Regions from separate parts of the Ovis aries genome. Here region 1 is linked to region 2. Evidence: chromatin contacts called from public Hi-C data. All regions are on one chromosome and are shown on one strand. The core of a region is the stretch at or near the end of the contact, and the rest is flanking DNA. Distances in the headings are between cores, read along the strand shown.

Region 1 (2,700 bases), core at 84-2,583, 48 kb after region 2:
TACGTGCTGCTTCCTCGTCAGTCTTCACTCCTGTTTACCAGCAGCTCCAACATGGCTTCAGAGCTGACTTAGTCCACCCTGACCCGGCCTCCAGATTCTTCCAGGTGACCTAGCTGCAACTTTAAAAACCTTTATTAGCAGCTGGGATTGACTGCGGCCGTGCTGGACTCCAGCTGAAAGCTAAGGGCCCATCAGAGGCCTCCCTCCGCGCGCAAAGAGGGCTTGGCAGGCCGCTGGCTAAGGAGGCACAGCGTAGTTGTTTAACACAATTAGAAACTGTTGCTCTGCCAGCGCGCTGCAATCCCACTCCGCCGCCATGAACCAGCCGCCGCCTAAATATCAACTCGAAACCCCTCGGCCCCCCGCGTAACCCCCAGACACAGTTTTGAAACAGAGCCTGGCTTTGTACGAAGCCCGCGTGGACCGCCCAGGGCACGACTCTCCCGTGAGGAAATGCTGCCGGGAACAGCCCTGAGCCTCCGGAGCCTGGCTCTGTGCTGGTGGGGGTGGGGGTCCAAACCGAGAAAATGGATGCTAAGAAACGGAAACTCGGGTGTCTGCCAACGTGCACACCGGCGCAAAACCGGCCCCGGGCGGGGGCGGCGAGGGTCCGGCGGGTTGCCGGCGCTCCGACACACACGCCCGCGTTCCGCACCGGGGGCTGAGAGCCGACTCCTCACACATCAGAAGCAGAGGCGGGCGCGCCAGCCTCCCACACAATTAGTCTTCTCCCTCCGCGGTTACATAAGATGACGGATTATCTGTCTACCCATCGAACCTGCCCGCGCGCGACCTCCCACCCGGCCACATCCACCGAGAAGGAGTTGTGGAAAGGGAAAGCCTGTTGAGAAAAAAGTGCCCCAGGCTTGCGTAACCGTGCCCGGCGGGGCCACCGCGGGGCGCAGGGCGACGGACAGCCGTGGCCCCAGACCCCGCAGACCTCGGACTCCGCAGTCCGCACCCCTACTCAACTCGGGTCCGAAGGCTCCGGCCCCCGCGCACGCGGAAGACGCACGGAAGGGCGCGCGGGGGCAGCGAGAAGCTGTTGGGGCAAGCGGACCCGAGCCAACCTCTGCCGGGCCGGCGCTGGGTCCCCGCGGCAGCGCCGGTTAGACCCCCGAGGGCCCAGGGACGGCCCGGGGAGGGCGCGAGGGCGCGTGTGGCACGTAGCTCACCTTGTAGACATTTTCCGTGAGCCGGTGCATCTCCTCCGAGCGAGACAGTGACATGGTGCTGGTCCGGCTGCACCACTGACCAAACGAGGGGCGCAAGTAGCGGCGACTGCGGAAGCGACAGGAAACCCGACAAACAGCGCACGGAACCTGACCAGGAGCGCGGCGCCCCGCCGGCAGCCTCCTTTATAGTCGACCAGGCCCCGCCCCCTAGAGGCCCCGCCTCCCGTGCGCCCGCCCCCGCCGCACCCGGCTCACCACCCCCGGCCTCCCGCCCCCGCCCAGCCGCTGCTGCTAGGCAACCGACAGGCCCCGCCCCCCGCGCCGTCTTTCCCATTGGTGAATTCCGTAGACGGGGAAGGGGGCGGGGACAAGGGCGGGGTTTGTGGGCCGGCAGCAAGGAGCGATTGGTCCATGGCGCCGTCGATCGCGGGGGAGGAGGCGGAGGCGCGGCGCGGGCTGGGGCCCTGGGAACAGCCTGGGGGGCCGGGGCGACAGCAGTGCTGGGGGCAGGGAGGCGGGGGCGGGGTGGCGCAGGAAGAAGGGAGCAGAAACCGGGTGGGGGCGGAACGCCGGCCGCGAACGCGCGTGGGGGAGGCACTCCGCAAAGTGGCGAGTCAGGGTGGCCGGGTCCTGGGCGCCGCTCCCCCGAAAGCGGTCGGGATCAGGGTCCGCACTGGGCAACGGAGGTCCCTGAACGCTCGGACACTTCCTGGGGAAGGGGGAGGGGGCAAGGGTACGGACTTGGTGAAGGAGGGTGAGAGGCTGGCGTGCTGTCCCAAGGGTCCAGCCTCTACCGGGCACTTTCGGAGGTAAGTCTGGTGGGTGGCTGCGACCCTTGGGCCGGCTCTTCCGGGGAGGAAGGACGCTGAAACGGGTCTCAGGGGAGGGAGGACCCTGGGGAAGACCCTAGAGAGGGGTGGACCAGGGGAAAAGACCCTGGGAGGGGTGCATCGTGAGCGGGGCGGTGGCGGGGGGGGGGGCCCTTGGGGCTGGCATTCTAGGGAGGACAGAGCCCTGGGTTGCAGAGAAGGACTCTGCGGAGAGGGGTTTTGGGGGTGCAGATTCTGGAAGGGGTGGAGGAGGGATGGGGAAAGGATCCTGTGGTGAGGATTGAGGGGCGCTCAGAGAAAGAGGACCCTCGTGATGGTGGCAGAAGATCTTCCTTGAGGGGTAGTTTCCCTGGGGAGAGGAGACTCAGGGAAGGGGAGGGGCAGGGAAGAGGGAGGTGGGGTTGGGGGTAGGGAGGTGGGGAGAGGGAAAACCTGGGGGAGGGTGAACCTTCCTGGATGGAAGAGATGGGATCGGAGATGTCTGATTTTTGAAAGCAATTCCTGGGAGGTTCTGCTGAGGAAGTGGACCAAGTTGGCACAGAGGGTTCCTGGTACAATTCCTTTGGGGAAATATTTACATAAATTAGACTAACATAGAGAAATTATTTGCTTTACCTTGTAAAACACCAGATCTAAGTGTTTCTCTTTAATTAAACCTGACACTCTCCACCAGCACCACCAGCATCCCATCCCTG
Region 2 (2,700 bases), core at 48-2,547:
TGGGGTCCAGTTTCTTGGGAAGTCATCTCGCATACACACGATCTGCCCTCCCGCAGGAAACAGAGATGGTGACATCCTGGAAAAGGATGGCTTTCCTGCTTTCCTTCTAGCACGGATGGGTCCACGCTCTGCTAAGCAGCCATAGGGCCCAGCGGCCACCAGAGGGCGCACATGCCTGCCGCGTGGCTGCTGGAGCCGCGTGGGCGCTGCGGTGGCCTTGCCGGAGCACTGCGGCTCTAGCAAGCACCTCCCCGCTGCCAGCCAGCCCTCCAGGCACAGGACCTGAACGCAAAGTCTCACGCGGCGGGGTGGCCCCACCCTGACCCTGCAGAGGACAGAAGGCCCATCACTGTCCTTGCGCTGCACCTGTGGCAGCAGCAGGCCCTCGGGCAGGCCCAGGCAGGTAGGAGCCTCTCCGTGGAAGCTGAGGCCATCTGTCAGCCTGGGGACCAGAAGCTGAGTCAGATCAAACACGTGTGAGGTGCTACCCCCAGAATCCCTTTATGGAAAAAAGGACACAAATGAGGGTCTCCTTGATTGGCTCGGGCTGCCTAACCACACCTAAGCTCTCAGAATGTTCTGGAATGTTCCAAATGACACCTCTGACCCCACTCCAGTTCCTACCTGTGGACTACGGGGAACAGAAGCCCCACTGAAGCTATCTGTTTTTTCAGGGGAGATGTGTCCTCTGGGTGGTGCTGGCCTCAGGGGGCTAAGCTGGCCTCTATAGGGGCTGGTACTGCAGCACCTCCCAAGGAACTTGCTCCCTGGAGAAGACCCTCTCAGTGGGCTACTGATATGAACAGTGAAACTTTAAGTGTTAGTTGTTCAGTCGTGTTCCACTCTTTGCGATCCCATGGACTGTAGCTCGCCAGGTTCCTCTGTCCATGAAATTCTCTAGGCAAGAATACTGGAGTGGGTTGCCATTCCCTTCTCCAAGGGATTTTCCTGACCCAGGGATTGAACCCTGGTCTCTTGCATTGCAAGCAGATTCTTTACTGTCAGAGCCACCAGCAAAGCTTGAGTTACTGGTGTAACTGCTCTCAAAAAAAGCACCTGGCAATTTCTGCTGGGAGTTGTAGAACATCTGCAGCCTTGACCTGGTGACTGTCCTTCCAGAACTCTCCTCCTGAGGAGATCGAAAACGCAGTGTTCCCTCATCACAGCTCAAGGTGGGGCACGCCCCCATATTCCCCAGGGAGGCAGTTTGTGCCAGGGAGGGCCCAGCCCCGCGAAGAGCAAGTACCCACCTTGGAGTGGTAGGCGGCGGAGTTCTTGGCCACGGCGCACTGCTTTTCCACCAGGAAGCAGAACCTCCGCCTCTCCTCAGTGAGGGCGGTCTTGTAGCCGTCGGACACGTAGCTCTCTAGCTCACCCTGCTTGTTGCCGATGGCATCGATGTACTGGGAGTGGGAGAGGCAGATAAGCCCGAAATGGGACAACACTTCATCACCTCCCGTTCTGAGCAGCCCCACAGAGGGGGAGGACACCTCTCGGCCAGCCCACTGGTGTGGGCGCTTGGCCGTGTGACTCACTTTGGCCATGAGGCTATCCCGCTGAGCCACTGCCCCCTGGTCCCCTGGCAGCTGCCTGTGTGGGGACCACGTGGCAGACTGCCCGGTCAGGCTGGTGTGGCACCTCCCTCAGACCCCAACACCAACCATAAAGGCCATCCCGATAGTCGGAAGACCAGGACAGCTCAGCTGGCACTGTGCGTTCGAGAATGACTAGTTCACGCGCGAATCCCACGGGGGTGGGCAGAGCGCACAGTTCGATGCTACAGCACACCAGAACACTCTGGTTCTGCAGGATGGAAAGTTCCAGTAACAGTTCCACCGAGACTGGGGGCAGCTGTCCCAGGGAGGCCTGCAGGCCCCCCATGTCTGTGTGCAGCCCCGCCTCTGGGATGCAGGAGAGCCTTCCAGCCCCCTCCCTGTCTCCCCTCTCTCCCCCAAGCCCACTCCACAAGGGGCACAGACTCCTCTGTCCTGAACTGGGATCCCTTTCCACCGCGCCGCGGCCGGCTGGGGGGACCAGCCTTCACAGAATCAAGCCCCATCCTGCGGCAGGGGCAGACCCGGGCCACGAGGGGGCGGCCTCCCCCGCCTGACTCACCACCTCCCCCACAGCTTTGACTGACTCAGCATGGGTGGGTGGTGCGGAGCCGGGTGGGCGCAGTGCAGGCTGTTCCTGGCCCCTCCCTGCCCTCCCCCCACATCGCAGCAGCACGCAGCTGGAGGGCAAACGCCTGCTGGGCGTGGGCCGTCCCCAGCCCTGTCCCTAGCTCAAGCCTCTGCCAGTGTGAGCCTGCCTGCCCAGCACTCTCACCAGGACAGGGACCCTGCTCCCTCTGCACCTGCAGACCACCCTGCCTTCAACACTGAACTCCACTCTCCTAGCCCTAAGAGAGCAGCTTAAACGGGCCTCCACGTCCCCCACCCTGGAGGAGTCTGCCCTGGCCCTCCTGAGCAGCCGCAGGGCCAGCCAGGCCACAAGGTGTGCCTAACAAAGTCCGAGCAGGAGGGGAAAGGCCCTCAGGCCAGCCCTGCTGGCTGCCTCCACCGCCCCTCCACACCCGTCCCCGAGCCCCACGTTATGAAACACGTGCGCACCCAGACCTCCAGCCTCTGCCCTTCCAGCCTGCAGAGTGGCTCCTCCAGGAAGCGGGAGAGTCTGCAGATGCAGGGTGCCATGGTGGGC

Evidence for each region. A called contact is a pair of places that touch in the nucleus more often than the background predicts.
Region 1: a contact with region 2 is called in a Hi-C map of omental adipose tissue, with 4 times the contacts expected there. The contact joins the promoter of BAIAP2 here to the enhancer-like site in region 2. A contact is called at or near these places in 12 of 16 Hi-C or Micro-C datasets (blood, hypothalamus, liver and 6 more).

What each region holds. Positions count from the first base shown.
Region 1 is chr11:51,132,575-51,135,274 of ARS-UI_Ramb_v3.0, forward strand. It overlaps BAIAP2 (BAR/IMD domain containing adaptor protein 2), which reads right to left and starts at 1,334. Exons shown (of 15, transcript XM_042256772.1): 1 at 1,176-1,334. The coding sequence starts at 1,229. LOC121820699 (a long non-coding RNA gene) reads left to right here and starts at 1,739. Exons shown (of 2, transcript XR_006061389.2): 1 at 1,739-1,984; 2 at 2,679-2,700.
Region 2 is chr11:51,084,919-51,087,618 of ARS-UI_Ramb_v3.0, forward strand. It overlaps BAIAP2 (BAR/IMD domain containing adaptor protein 2), which reads right to left. Exons shown (of 15, transcript XM_042256772.1): 7 at 1,251-1,403. Among named protein-coding and RNA genes, the nearest start is that of BAIAP2, 48 kb to the right of the region's middle. Within about 2 kb of position 1,298, at least 7 of the 54 cell types and tissues checked have an H3K27ac peak or open chromatin away from gene starts, as enhancers often do.